Regions from separate parts of the Mus musculus genome. Here region 2 is linked to region 1. Evidence: chromatin contacts called from public HiChIP or PLAC-seq data. All regions are on one chromosome and are shown on one strand. Each heading gives the region's core, a stretch centred on a gene start, on an enhancer-like site or on the middle of the called end of the contact. The rest is flanking DNA. Distances are from core to core; before and after follow the strand shown.

Region 1 (6,701 bases), core at 1,435-3,934:
CTAACAGGAGCTTAGGCCATTCAGTGAAGGAGTCATCCCAGGGCTGGGGAATGCAGCTTATCTGCCTCCTCCTTCCCTAGGCAGGACACAGCTCTGCATGCGATTTGAGCCTTAGAGGTAAACCTCCGCCCCTCTTGAGTGTGTGGTGTCTCTCAGACCCCTGCTGCAGACACCCAGACACCTGTGTGGTTGCTGCTCTTGGGAACCAGGTGAGCACTCAGATACAATGCAGCAGCCTTCCCCTTCCCCCTCCCCCTCCCCCACCCCCACTCCCCAGCTCTTCATCTACAACGGGAGGGTGCTAGTGCCCATGAGCCACCATCTGCATGCATGGATGTTCCAACTCTTTTGCAGCTGCAAAGAAGCCAAGGCCGCGACTGCTTGCTGCCCCTGGCCTCCCATCTATCCTGACACCTTGACCTCCTGGGCTGCCCCTACCCCAGCCACCTACCCCTGACATCTTGATCTCAGGCTGGACCAACTTAGAGATGCCAATTGCTCTCGGCAGCCTCGCCTGCTGGGACAAATCCTGGTGCCAGCAGGGGCTGCAGGGAGCCCCCGAGGCCTGCACTGCTCCCCAGATGGTCTGCTCTTCTTGACGGCTGGTGTTGCATCCTGTGTCCATGTGCTGGATCTTGAGGGACGCTCCATTTGTCAACTACCCTGCTGCATTCCTAGAACTGGAGCCTTTGTCCCAGAGGATGTGGCGGTGACAGCTGCAGGGCTTGTGGTGGTCAGTGACCTCATTCACGGGGCTGTGTATGCTCTCCAGTACACTTCCCGGGAACCCCAGGGCCGCTGGGTGACTGTAGGCACATTCCTGTCCCCCCGAGGGCTGGCTGTGGATGCTCTTGGACACTTCCTGGTGACAGACTACTTGCCTGGAACTGTTCACAGCTTCATGTTAGGACCAACCTGGGAGCCCCTTGCTCCAACCTCCATGCTAGGTCTGGAGGGCCCTTGTTGGGTAGGTCCAGGGCCTGATGGGGGCTTTGCTGTGAGTGAAGAGTTTGGGGATGTACAGCTGTTTGGCAGTGCCCACCAGCCTCTGGGCTCCCTAGGAACCCTGACTGGGCATAACTTTGGCCACCCAGCAGGTGTGTGCTCTGATGCAGAGGGTAGCATTATTGTGGCTGATGAGCAGAGGCACCAAGTGACTTTGTTTCCCCGGGTTGGGCCACCCATCTGTTTGCAGTTGGAGGGACTAAAGAGGCCCTTGGGTATGGCCTGTGCACCCCAGGGCCAACTAGTGGTGGCAGATGCAGGGGACAACTGCATCAAGTTGTACCAGTATCTGGGGGAGATGGCCTGAGGGGTAGGCTCTGGGGGAAATTGCCCCTTGCTAGGACTGGCCGGGCCTGAGTCCTTTGTACTATCATGGAAGGTTGGTAGGCTCCTTGGGGCCTGCTGAGCCGTCTTCCTGATACCTGGTCTTAGCTGGCTTTGTGATTTCCTCTTGGCAAGTGCCCCTGTCTACACAGAAACCATGAATCACCATTTCTTGATGAGGTTCTAAACTGGGCCATCTCCACTTCCCTATTAAGTATGCTCATAGGTTTTCATGCCCCTAAAACCCAAGGGCCACTCAGTCCCTGGCTCTGCTAGCTTGGGTCTCGGGAGGCCTGAGCTTTGAGGCAACACTTGAAGCTATAGATCCTGGGTGCTGAGGCTGTCTGCCAGCAGATAGCTAGGCAAGATCTCCTGCCAGGTGTCCAACCCCTACATCCTAATCAGAGGCAGGCAGGCAGGCAGGCAGGGAGGGTGTGGCTAGGCTGGGTTGGGCAGTTTAGGGGAAGGGTGTGGTCCCTTAGTGTTCCCCCCAGCTTCAAAAATATTCCCATTCTTGAGCCTCCAACAGCACTCTGGGCCCAACAGAGAGGTAAGGAGTAGGCAAATCAGAGGGGTAAGGCCAACATGTGTCCTGGTAGGGCACATAGCAAGGGCAGGTCCTCTACTGGACACTCCCTGTTTTGAAAGATACCTTCAGTTTTCCCTTCAATCCAGGTCCAAACCACTTTTGAGCACTTAGGTGGGGTGCTGGGACGGTTCTGGGTAGCACAGGTTCTTTCATACCCTTCCATTCAAGACAGGAAAACAGTAGCCTTTCCTCCCATGTTACAGATGAGATCTGGAAGGGGAGGGGTGTGTGTGTGTGTGTGTGTGTGTGTGTGTGTGTGTGTGTGTGTTTGAAGAGCTTACTCATTGAGAATCTGGTCTCACCCATGTTCTTCATGTGGGAAGAAGCAAGAAAAAGCTCCTTGCTTTTGCTCCTTTAGGGTGTGGGGTGGCACCCAGCCTGTCATCTGGACGTTGAGGTCAACACACATGTCACTCCTGCAGGCTAAATCAATATGCCCTGTTCATTATGTTGTGGGGGATTAATGGACAATGAAAGAAACTTTGCTTGTAAGTAGATGCTCAATAAACACTAGTTACTGCGTTGTTAGGGGTATTGCTTTCAGACTATGCGGCCCACACGGGTCTGCATGCACCCTACTCGCAATGGATAGAAACAGATGGAAGGGCCTGGGTTTAGGAGGCCAGGCGGTAAGAACAAAGCGGCTACCATGGTCCTCAAAGGCTGGATCCACCGGACCTTTCAGGATATTTACAGCGAGGGTAGCTTTGATGACAGGAGCCGCGCGCGCGGAACTCTCGGGCTCAGGCGATGGACAGCCCGGGCATGTTTGGGGACCGGACCGTCGCGCGACAACGCCGCGGAGCCGGCGGAAATGGTGCTGATGTCCCGCGGCGGGCCTGGGAGCCGCAAGCACGGTCGTCCTCCCGGGCCCGCCGAACGCAGTGCCCAACCCAGTTCCTTCCCTACCGCTCGGGGACGCGGCCCCGGGGACCAGCTGGTGAGCACTAGCGGGTGGCGGGGCCGGGAGAGGAAGAGGAGGAAATCCCGAGGTAGCGCAGGCCTCTTGGTCCTAAAGACTCTGAGATGGGAAACCTGAGGCCGGGATAGAGGGAGAGGCGGCCACCCACGCAGCTGACCTCCAGGCTCAGCGGCACCCGTTGTGGGTCTGGGCCTGCTCTCCGGAACTTGAGGGCACCGAGAGGCCCCTCCTCCCCTCCAGGCCGGGAACTGGCTGGAAGATTCCTGGGGCACTGGCTGAGAGGCTCATATTTATCCACTCCAGTAAAGATCAGAAACAGATTACCCCCTCCTTTTGAAATGAAAAAGGAAAGCATTTACAGAGGCGGAAAATGTGTTTCTGTGCAGGTTCTCTTTTAGGCTAGGTTGGCCTCAAAATCCTAGTGTAGCAAAGGATGACCTTGAATTTTTGATTGTCCTTTGGCCACCTCCTGATTACAGATATGCACTGCTACTACTGGTCTATGAGGTTCTGGGGACTCAACACAGGGTCTGGTGCAGGCTAGGTAGGCTCCATACCAACTGACTACATCCCTAGTCAGAAAAGTGGTTTTGTTGTTGTTGTTGTTGTTTGAACGTGGGGTAAATATGAACCCTCTCAAAGATTCACAAAGTAATGTTTCAGCTATGATGTGTCCCAGGTCTCTCTTAACTGGGCTGGCCATCCCTCAAGCCTGTTCCTTGCAGGGGAAGTAAGCAGTAGCTCTGCTGCTGAAGTCTGACTTGGAGTTCTGTGAAGAGACTTCCTGGGGCCTCTTATTTAACCCTCCTGGGAATGGGCTGTCGGGGAGGGAACTGACTCCTTCTTAGCAAAGGTAGCTTTTCCAGGCTTGGGCTGTTCTTTTAATCAGCATCTTTAAAGGCCTTCACGCATCCCAGGTTTTTGCCTTCTCGCTCCAGCCTCTCACCTCTTGTATCGATCGCCTGCTCTTTCATCATCATTTTCTGCTGCTGGGATCCCAGCAGCCCAGTGTAAGCACACTCCTTCTTACACTTCAGTGCATCCGGAGGCTGAGATGGGAGTGAGGGTGGGGATTTGCCTCAACTTGAGTTCTCTCAGTACCCCACAGATCAGAGCTCCAACCTCTCTCTGCCTTGCACCTTCTTTCCTTTGACCCGAGCTTTTTTGCTTTAAGGTAAACTGTAAATGAAGCATACTCCACAAGGAGGATGTGCATAGACACAGTGTGTATATAGCACAGTGGATTCACGAGTTGTGAGCAGACTCCAAACCAACCTTTGAAACATCTGTTTATAATTAGATCAAGGGCATTTCTCTTCCTACACGGTTGTGAGCATTTTTCCTTAGTTCATGTGAAGTGTTCCCCCAGAGAGTCAAATGATATTTCACTGAGCTGGTGTGTCCTTACAAAGTTGTTGAACAAGAGTTTGGGCTGGGCTGAAGGGTTCCCTATGACAGTGACCCGCCGGGGCTCTTACAGGCGGAATGGCTCTAGTATTTTTAGCCGTGCCTCATGTCATGGCCTTCTGGAGTCAGTTCCTACTGAAGGGACAAGAGAAATTGGTTCTTGACACTGGCTATGGGGATTTAGCCTGCCCTAGTGTTGGGCGTCAGGTTTTCCCTATGGACACCTACCAATTGCCTGCTTCCTCCGGGTTCTTTGGAGTTTTGTTTTCCTGGAGACTTCTGACTCAGAGTTCTATGGAAAGGCTTCCCGAGACTTCTTTAACGGCTTTTTCAGGCTTGGACTGTTCTTTTAATCAGCACCAGCATTTGGAAGTCCTACAGTGCTGGGTCCCATTAGTCCTCTCAGCATTGGGCTGGGTTATAGTTCATATGAGACCCTAGGTCTAGTCCTCAATATCAAAACCAAAAAGCTTTGCCACATTGTCCATGTGACGGCTTTGGGCTGGACAGGAAGGGAGCAGCTGCACCTGGATCCTTCAAGCTCTGGCCATTTGTCTATGGGCCAGCTACCACCACCACTTGTGTCACTGTCTATCCCCTCGACTCCAATTGTTTTGTGCAGACACTAGACCAGGAAACTAGGCTTCAGCCCAAGATCTGGGCCTCCCTCAGGAAAGGATCCAAAAATGGGGTCTTTGTTCATGGTTGCTGTGTCCTTCACTTCACATGGGCAAGATGCGGTATTGACTAAAGAAAGGCATATGTAGGCACTTGAACCTTGCCAACCATTCCAGCAGTTCAGATCAGCAGGCACAAGTGGAGGACACCCACAATCTCCAAACAGCACCTTTTCTGTGGAAGGAACAGAGTGGGGTCCACAGAGTAAAGGATTTGTAGCTACTATGGTGGTTTTTTTTTTTTTAAAGATTTATTTATTTATTACATGTAAGCACACCAGGCACACCAGAAGAGGGCATCAGATCAGATCAGATCTCACTCATTAGAGGTGGTTGTGAGCCACCTTGTGGTTGCTGGGATTTGAACTCAGGACCTTTGGAAGAGCAGTCAGTGCTCTTAACCGCTGAGCCATCTCTCCAGCCCCTGTGGTGGTGCCCCTGTGGTGGTTCTTAATGCTCACACCAAGAGCCTGAGAGGTCAGGAGGGCTGCTGTTCCCTCACAGAAAATGCGTTGACATTCTCTCATGGAGAGAAATACTGCTCTGCTGGGAGCCCCATCTTGGGGTGTCTGCCAAGGATTCCAGAGAAAGAGGAGTACTACCCAGAGGTACCTCAGGTGAGCAGAGGGCAGAGCAGAGCCGCTACCACTGAGCTACACCTCCAGCCTCTTCTCTACTTACTTTCTGAGACTGAGTCTCTGTGTTACAGCTCTGAAGGCAAAGGTGTCCTGGCAGTCTGGAGCCAAGGAATAGCAAGCACAAAGTCACACCACACAACAAGCCTCATACAAGAGATTTATTGGGAAAGACACAAGATGGCAGCTACCTCTGCTTGGGCTAGAAGTAGCAGAAAACTGAGTGAGAAGCAAACTTATATAGGATTTCTTGGAGGTTGGAGGACCAAGTTTTCCAGGATGGGAACTGGTGGAGTTTCAAATCCTGACTTAGGCGGAGCTCGGGATTGATGAGTTTGTGGCAGCAGCAACAGGAGGACATGGTCCGTGTCACAGGAGGAGCGGCTCCTTTAAGCAGGCCTTACCCGCAGCCTTAGGACCAGTGATCTAGGTGTGCATCCAGTTTTCCTGAGCCCCGAAACAAGTTTGTTTGGTTCGCTTTTATTTTTTTATTTTTTAAAAAATATTTATTTATTATATCTTAAGTACACTGTAGCTGACTTCAGACACACCAGAAGAGAGCATCAGATTTCATTACGGGCGGTTGTGAGCCACCGTGTAGTTGCTGGGATTTGAACTCAGGACCTCTGGAAGAGCAGTCAGTGCTCTTATTTGCTGAGCCATCTCTCCAGCCCCTCGCTTTTATTTTTATTTTTGGTCATTTGGTGGTGTTTGAGATTAAATTCAGAATGTTGGCCATGCTAGGCAAGCACTCTGTCATTGAAAACCATCCCTGGCCCTCCAAAACAGGCTTAATACCTTTTAAATTTACTTTACGTATATGAGGTTTTGCCTGCACGTATGTAACCACACATGTGCTAGGTCTGCTGGAACTGGAGGTATGAATGGTTGTGAACCACCATTTGGGTGCTGGGAATCAAACTCAGGTCTTCTGCAAGAGCGACGAGAACTCTAAAGCTCTGAGTGGCTCTGCAGTCCCAGGTTTAAATTTTATCTTAACTCTTGCTTGTGTAAATCTAGTTTATTGCTGTTTGAGACAGGGCCTTATTTTGTATGCCAGGATTCCCTGAAATTCATGTGTAGGCCTAGCCTTGTCTTGAATCTTGAACCCAGTGGTCTCCCTGCTTTAGCCTCCTAAGTAC
Region 2 (6,701 bases), core at 2,537-5,036, 1.0 Mb before region 1:
ATCAAAGGTCACTGACAGGGTTGGTCATTATAGCTCAGTGGTCGGGGAAAAAAACCAAAACAATAATGACAACAAAAAACTCAAAAACCAACAACAACAAAAAAAACCCCACTAGGATTCAAAGCCCCAGCACAACAATAGCAACAACAACCTTCCATAACTTAGATCACAAACACTTGAGGCCTAGTACATCTCAACGCATGGTGTATCCAGGGGAAAAATCTGTTAATACATATAACCAAAACACAACAGAGGAGCTGCTCTAGGCTGCAGCTGGGCAAGCAGGATAGACCTCAAGGGACACTGTTCTACTGGGAACAGGAAAGGGACACAGGGAATCTTAGCTTAGGTACAACACACACACACACACACACACACACACACACACACACACAGAGAGATTCTATAGTTAAGAATACTAATGACCCTAGGAAGCAATGGAACATGGCAGAGGACAGGGAAATGGGAAATTTTTACTGGAATGAGAAGTTCCACAAGGGTCCAAGATGGGGGAATTCCTTAGAGCCCTGTTCCAACGATCAAAACCTGTGTTTTGGTAACCCCCCCCCCCAATCTCTATCACCCCAGGAAGCAGAGGGGACAAGAAGAGAGGAATCACCAGGTTGGGGAATAAGAGGAAATAAGCACAGACCATGTGACAAGATGGGAAGTGGGATAGGAAACAGAGGGTGAGCTGAGGGACAAGTAACAGCGTGAACCTAAGAGAAAAGGAAGATGGTAAAGATGGTGGTTGCTTGCCTAGGGCAAGGGAATGGACCAGAAGGTTTCAGCCAACATGGGGCAGAGGGAGTGAGAGAGACCTGTCAGGGGATCTGAGACACGGGGCCCAGGAGCAGCAGTGGTGTATTAAGGTAGTTATTAGAAGAGAGGGAGGGAAAGAGAAGAGATATGAGATAGGGACCAATACAGGGGAAGAACAGAAGGGGGACTCATATAAGAAACGGACACCATATGGGGGGAAAGATATAAGTGATGGACAGCAGAGGCAGGGAGGGGGACTGGAAAGAAGAGGTGGGGTGGGGGAAGGGGTCAAAGCGATTAAGAAAGCAAATGAGACTCAGGGATTGCATCTCACTTCTCCAGAGTCCTAATGAGGGCCAGTTACCCTCAGGATTTTTATCTGGCCCTTGTCCCCACCCCTCAATCTTACTTGCATCCCCCCCCCCAAACCAAAAAAAAAAAAACCACTTGATCCTCCCCCTTCTCTGGTGTCCCCTCCCCCAATCCTTTTTCTCTCTCCTCTCTTCCCTCCATCTGGACCCCCCACACCCCCCCACTGCCACCTTCTTTCTCCATCTGGCCCCTTCCCTCCCTCCATCCTCCTCTCTTTTCCTAAGTCCTACCACCCTGAGCCCCTCACCAAATTCCCTTCCCACCTTCTTGGTCTCTCATGCCGCCTGTGTTTTCATTTCCCCCCTACCCTCTCCCAAGACCATGCCTCTACTTCCTTGGTAATTTCTTCCTCACTCTGCTCCCAAATCCAAACCATTTCTGCAGCCTTTCCCCAAACTCAGTCCTCCCTTCTCATCCCTTTCTGACGCGCTTTCCCCTCCATCATCTTCCCCTCAGCCCCCTTGAAAAGGCCCGTGTCCCAGCCCCTCTATCCTACCCCTATGCCTCTAATCCCTCCTTTCCCACTGTTCCCACCTCTGCCTTCCCGACCCTCCCCTCTCCCTCCATTTCAGCCGCTCCTTCCCCTCGGTGGCCCCGGCCCTCCCCCGCCCGCTGCCCCTCCCCCTCTTGCCCCCCCATTTGGCCCTCCCCTCCCCTTACCACCACCGTACCTCTGAAGGGGGCATAGGACATCGCGGGGATGCTCCCCCGATGGATGGAGGCTCGAGACCTGCTCATCAGGCCTGAGGGGGAGGGGGCGGGGGGACGGGGGGAGAAAAAGAAGAGAGAAAGAGGGGGAGAGAAAGGGGGAGAAGGAGGAGGTGGAGGAGGAGGAGGAGGAGGAGAGAGGAGGAGAGAGGAGCGGAGAGGAGCAGAGAGGAGGAGAGAGGAGGAGGAGGAGGAGAATAAGAGCCAACGGCAGCAGCGGCAGCAGAGAGAGGGGGGGCGGGGGAAGCGAGCTAGAGAAGAGAGAGCAGGAGGAGGAGGGAGAGACTGCAGCCCCCACCCCTACCCAGGGAGACCCGGAAAAGGAGAGAACGAGGGACCCCTGACTCATACACACCAGGGAAGTCCCGTAGAAGCTGACCCAAGACCCTCAGACAGACCCCAGACCCAGAGAAAGATACTCACCACCTCACCCCCCCCCCACCTCCATACTCAACAAATTGGGTCTCACAGATCCAAATCTAGAAGGAAAGAGACCTCTGAGCTCAGACCCCACCCCCTAAATTAAAGAAAGGAGTCAGGGACCAGAATATGAGACTCTAGTGTCAGCAAGGTTCTCCAGACCCATGTTAATCTTATTCGAACCCTGGACTTGTAGTTTGGGAGACCCAAAACAGAGACCTAGACCCAAAGAAAAAGATGAAGCCAATATTAGAAAGTGCCCCAGGCCAGAATTAAATTTTAGAATCTAGCTAGAGGTAAGAAACCCCACATTCGTATCTCAAAGAAACTGCAAACTTGGGGATGAAGGAGGAGACATTCGGCTGACCCAAAGATGAAGATGACCACATAGAGATCTAAAATACATTACATCTGAAAGATGTGAGTTAGTGACCGATTGCGAGGTTCAATTTCCTGAAACAACTCCCCAGGTAACCCAGACCCTAGGAAGGGCCCAAATATTGGACCCCCACCCCCACAGGACCCAAATATTGGACCCCCAACCCCTCACCTACACACACAAGGATCTCTGAGAACCCCCCCCCCAACTCAAGAAAATGCAGAAGCCTAACAGGAGCCACCCATGCCAAGGACCCCAGACCTTGGAGGGAGGGCTAATATTTGGGCGGCAGGGCCCTTTTTCCTGCTGTCTCCACCCTCTTCTCTGTCCTCTCACTGGTCCCCTCTCCATTTTTGGGTCACTGGATGTGTTTAGGCTCCAGGGAGGTTATGTAGGGCAGGTCCTGGTTCCTTGGGGGAATGGATGAAGGTAAGGAGACCCAAGACCGAGAGGTGGGCCAGTCCTGGGGAGAAGAGTCAGCAAGGGGGAAAGAACAGGGTCACACTCTGAACTCTAACTTGCAACTCTCATTTCTCCTCTCCACTCATTTGTCAGCCTCTGTCCGAAGCTTTGGGCTCTGGGTATCTTCCATCACCCACTAGCCCATTTACAGGTGTCACCCAGTGCTTTGAAAAGGTGTCTTTCCTCTCCCAGCCACGGCAGTGCCAGGTCTGAGCCTGCCTGATCACTGCCCCCTACCCAGGGACAGCTGGCTTCTCAGCTCGGTGCTAACGCAAGGGCGGTGGCGGGGGGTGGGGGGAACTGTCCCCACCCAAGGCTGCCTGTCAGCGCGGGGAGGGAGGGGGGCTGTTACTAGGCACACTCCGGAGCTCAGGACAACTCCCCGGCCCCAGCCTGACGCAGCGACAGCGCGGGTCGCCAGGTCTCACGTCACGTGGACCGCGAGGCCGGCCAGCAATTGGCCTCCGCTCGCTGCTCCTGAGGCGGCGCCGCCTGAAAGGACAGGCCTCATCACGTGACGGCGGGTCGCCGCAGCGGCGTTCCCCTGCCAGCAACCGGTTGAGGATTCACGGAAATGGGCGGGCCGCTGGGGCGCACGACCTCAGATAAAGCTGCCGATTGGTCGGAGGGCTCGACGCCACGCCCACTTAAGAGGGCGGGGCTACCGGGCCACTTGAGGGCCGGGATTGGCCAGGTCTGGAGACTCCGGGAAGGCAGGGCTGCTCCTGTCACGTGGTGCACACTGTTTTCGCGTCACGTGGCTACTGCAGGTAAGAGGCGGCCGCTCCGCCGGGGCTCGGGGTCCTTCGTCCGTGCAATGAGCGGCCATTGATTTCTTCTTTTCTCTACCAGCGCGGGCTGCATGAACTGGGGGCGGGCGCCCGGCGTCTTGCTCGGCGGAGGGGTGAGTCTGGCCCCGCCTTTTCCGGTCTCGAAGTCTCACCCAGCTTCTGCAGCGGAACAGAGGAGCTGTCCCAAGTTTCTTTTAAGTTTCAGGGACATTTTTTTTTTTCTTCCTGGTGCAGAAAAGGCAGCGCAGAGGCTTGGTGTCTGCCCCAGAAGGCAGCCCAGGTGCAATTTCCTGGGGCAGTTGTGGGGACACTGAATCCGCCCTCCCCCCTGCTCCAGGCCACTCTGCTCCTGTCGTTTCTTTGGATGCCAGCGCTACTGCCGGTGGCTTCCCGCCTTCTGTTGCTACCCCGAGCTCTGCTGTCAATGGCTTCTGGAAGCCCTCCGTCCCAGCCCCCTCCGGCCTCGGGCTCCGGCTACGTTCCAGGATCAGTCTCTGCAGCCTTTGTCACTTGTCCCAACGAAAAAGTCGCCAAGGAGATCGCCAGGTGGGGACCTCGGCCAGATGACCTAGAGAGAGCGTTGGGGTTAGGGGAAGGGTGCTGTTTCCGGGTCGTGCACACTCTGATCTCGCTTCACCCTCAGGGCAGTGGTAGAGAAGCGTCTGGCAGCCTGCGTCAACCTCATCCCGCAGATCACATCCATGTGAGTTGTCAGTTAGAAACGGAAATCTACCCGGAGGGGCTGAGAGCTTTTTCTGGGAGAAATCTTCCTTTCCCAAGACTTTGTTCCCTTCTTTCTCTGACCTCTTCAGCTATGAATGGAAAGGAAAGATCGAGGAAGATAGTGAGGTGCTGATGGTGAGAAAATTCCCCCCCTGCCTGGCTCCTTTGACAACTCTGGCCCTCTCCTGACACCAGTTCTCTACCCCGTTGGTTGAACTATGTCTGTCTTTGCCCTTTAGATGATTAAAACCCAAAGCTCCCTGGTCCCTGCTCTGACAGAGTTTGTTCGGTAAGAACTTTGAGATTTTCTTTTGGTGGTGGTGGTGGGGCTGGGGGATGAACCAGGCAGGGCCTTGAGTATTTCAGGCAAACACTCTGCCACTGAGTGAGAAGAAACCCCGCTCCCCGCCTCCCCTCCCCCAAGCGCTGAGGTGGACACTGTGTGGTGGAACTTACTGGGGAGTCCAGGGCTGGTGTCTTAGGGGGTGTATCTTTGGGTGTCCAAATAACCTCGCCCTATCACTTCGCAGATCTGTGCACCCTTATGAAGTGGCCGAAGTGATTGCACTGCCTGTGGAGCAGGGAAATCCCCCGTACCTGCACTGGGTGCACCAGGTCACAGAATCGGTTTCAAATTCTGGCACAGCCCTACCATGAGGAGCCCTGTTCCTGTTTTAATGCCCCCTGGCTTCCATGTGATGACCGAACCCCCAATAAATCCTCTCCTGCTCCTGATGCCTTTTCTCTGTGACATGGATGTGGTCGGGAAGATCGAGAGCGCCTCTTGTCAATCTTTCAAAATGACTCATGCCTACTAGGTTTATTTATCTTTATTACAGTCATACAGTCTGGAATCCTGGACCACCCAAACCCCCCCCCCCAATCTCTAATCCCAGGGGTTAAATAGTCTTAAAAAATTATCTCAAAAGCTGTAACAAAATAACATCAAAGGAAATGAGGGGGGGCATTAGGAGTCATGAAGGGGCAGAGAAGAGGACCTCTTCACTCCCCTGGATTCCAGCCTGGGCAGGAGGGAGAACCACTCCCCATCTCTCCAGGTACATCCCAGCTGTAGGTGAGGTCAGAGGTCAGGGCATGAAAGTGCCAGTGTGTGAATGGGGAGGGGAGCAGAAGCAGGCTGTCAGAAGATGCCCCCCCCTCCCCACTCAACTAGGTACTGCACAGAGCCGTCAGGCCGCACTCTTCGAGCAAGGACCCTCACAGGGTCCCCTCGGGACAGGTAGCTAACCCCACCTCGGACTCCTCCCCCAGTCCCCGGAGACAGACTACGGCACAAGGGAGAAGGGGGTGAATGTCTGGAAAAGCCTGGGGTCAGGGCTGGGACCGAGGAAGATGAGGCCGTCACTGAGTGGGGTGAACTTTTAGGGGTGTCTGTGGGGAAGCCAATGTGAAGTCCCAGAGGTGACCTGGAAGACAGAGGACAAACAGTGAGACCAGACAGGCCTGAGAGATGTGGGTGGGTGGCAGGAGGGCGGGCAGGACTGATGCTAGTCTGGGCTTCAGAGACTAAAGCCTGAAAGGAGGGAACTGGTGTCGACGGGATAGACTCACCTATCTGGGGGTTCACTGTCCCCAGAGGTCCCTGCAGTGCTGGCAGAAGGGTGGAAGGAGGCGAACATCCGGATAGGGCTGCTGAGGTTGGGGACAGGCAAGTCAGCACCTCAAGCAGGGAAGGGTAGCGCTCACATACTCAAAGCTGGGTAGAGGCTGCCTCTGCACAGCTCTTTGGGACAACAATCCACAAGTGAAGGTGGAAAGGGAAAAGAGTTGCAGGTGACAGAGTCTGGAATGACTGGGGCACATCTGGACCAGGCACTCACCTGGGCAGACAGCGGGCGTCTGTGGGCCGGAAGTTGTAGCCGCTGCTGCCCTCATAGCTCTGGTTAGGGCTGGGGGGTGGTGGAGACACCGAGGCCTGTAGGAGAAGGCAGTGGGGCTGTGAGGTGACCCTGGGTTTCTTCACACCCCCTCCGGTTTGCCTCATTGAAATTCCCTGCCCGTGTACCTGCAGGGCCCTCTGCTCCCGGGACCCATGCCGACTGTGTGCTGCCGTGGGTGGCCCC

Evidence for each region. HiChIP or PLAC-seq counts read pairs in DNA pulled down with a chosen protein or histone mark.
Region 2: a FOXA1 HiChIP or PLAC-seq map of pancreatic cancer cells shows a contact between it and region 1. The contact joins the promoter of Cuta here to the promoter of Pigq in region 1. A contact is called at or near these places in 1 of 39 promoter capture datasets (erythroid cells), 1 of 115 datasets of contacts at active chromatin or transcription factors (pancreatic cancer cells) and 1 of 9 other capture datasets (adipose tissue).

Annotation. Positions count from the first base shown.
Region 1 is chr17:25,937,972-25,944,672 of GRCm38.p6, reverse strand. Pigq (phosphatidylinositol glycan anchor biosynthesis, class Q) reads left to right here and starts at 2,684. Exons shown (of 11, transcript NM_011822.4): 1 at 2,684-2,858. It overlaps Nhlrc4 (NHL repeat containing 4), which reads left to right. Exons shown (of 2, transcript NM_001039038.2): 2 at 355-2,440. The coding sequence starts at 902. The coding sequence ends at 1,312.
Region 2 is chr17:26,936,623-26,943,323 of GRCm38.p6, reverse strand. It overlaps Cuta (cutA divalent cation tolerance homolog), which reads left to right and starts at 3,786. Exons shown (of 7, transcript NM_026307.3): 1 at 3,786-3,873; 2 at 3,956-4,007; 3 at 4,232-4,440; 4 at 4,538-4,597; 5 at 4,707-4,752; 6 at 4,857-4,906; 7 at 5,148-5,352. The coding sequence starts at 3,966. The coding sequence ends at 5,274. Phf1 (PHD finger protein 1) reads right to left here. Exons shown (of 15, transcript NM_009343.3): 12 at 6,644-6,701; 13 at 6,459-6,553; 14 at 6,190-6,270; 15 at 5,416-6,044. The coding sequence ends at 5,759. It overlaps Syngap1 (synaptic Ras GTPase activating protein 1 homolog (rat)), which reads right to left and starts at 2,074. Exons shown (of 19, transcript NM_001281491.2): 1 at 1,806-2,074. The coding sequence starts at 1,872.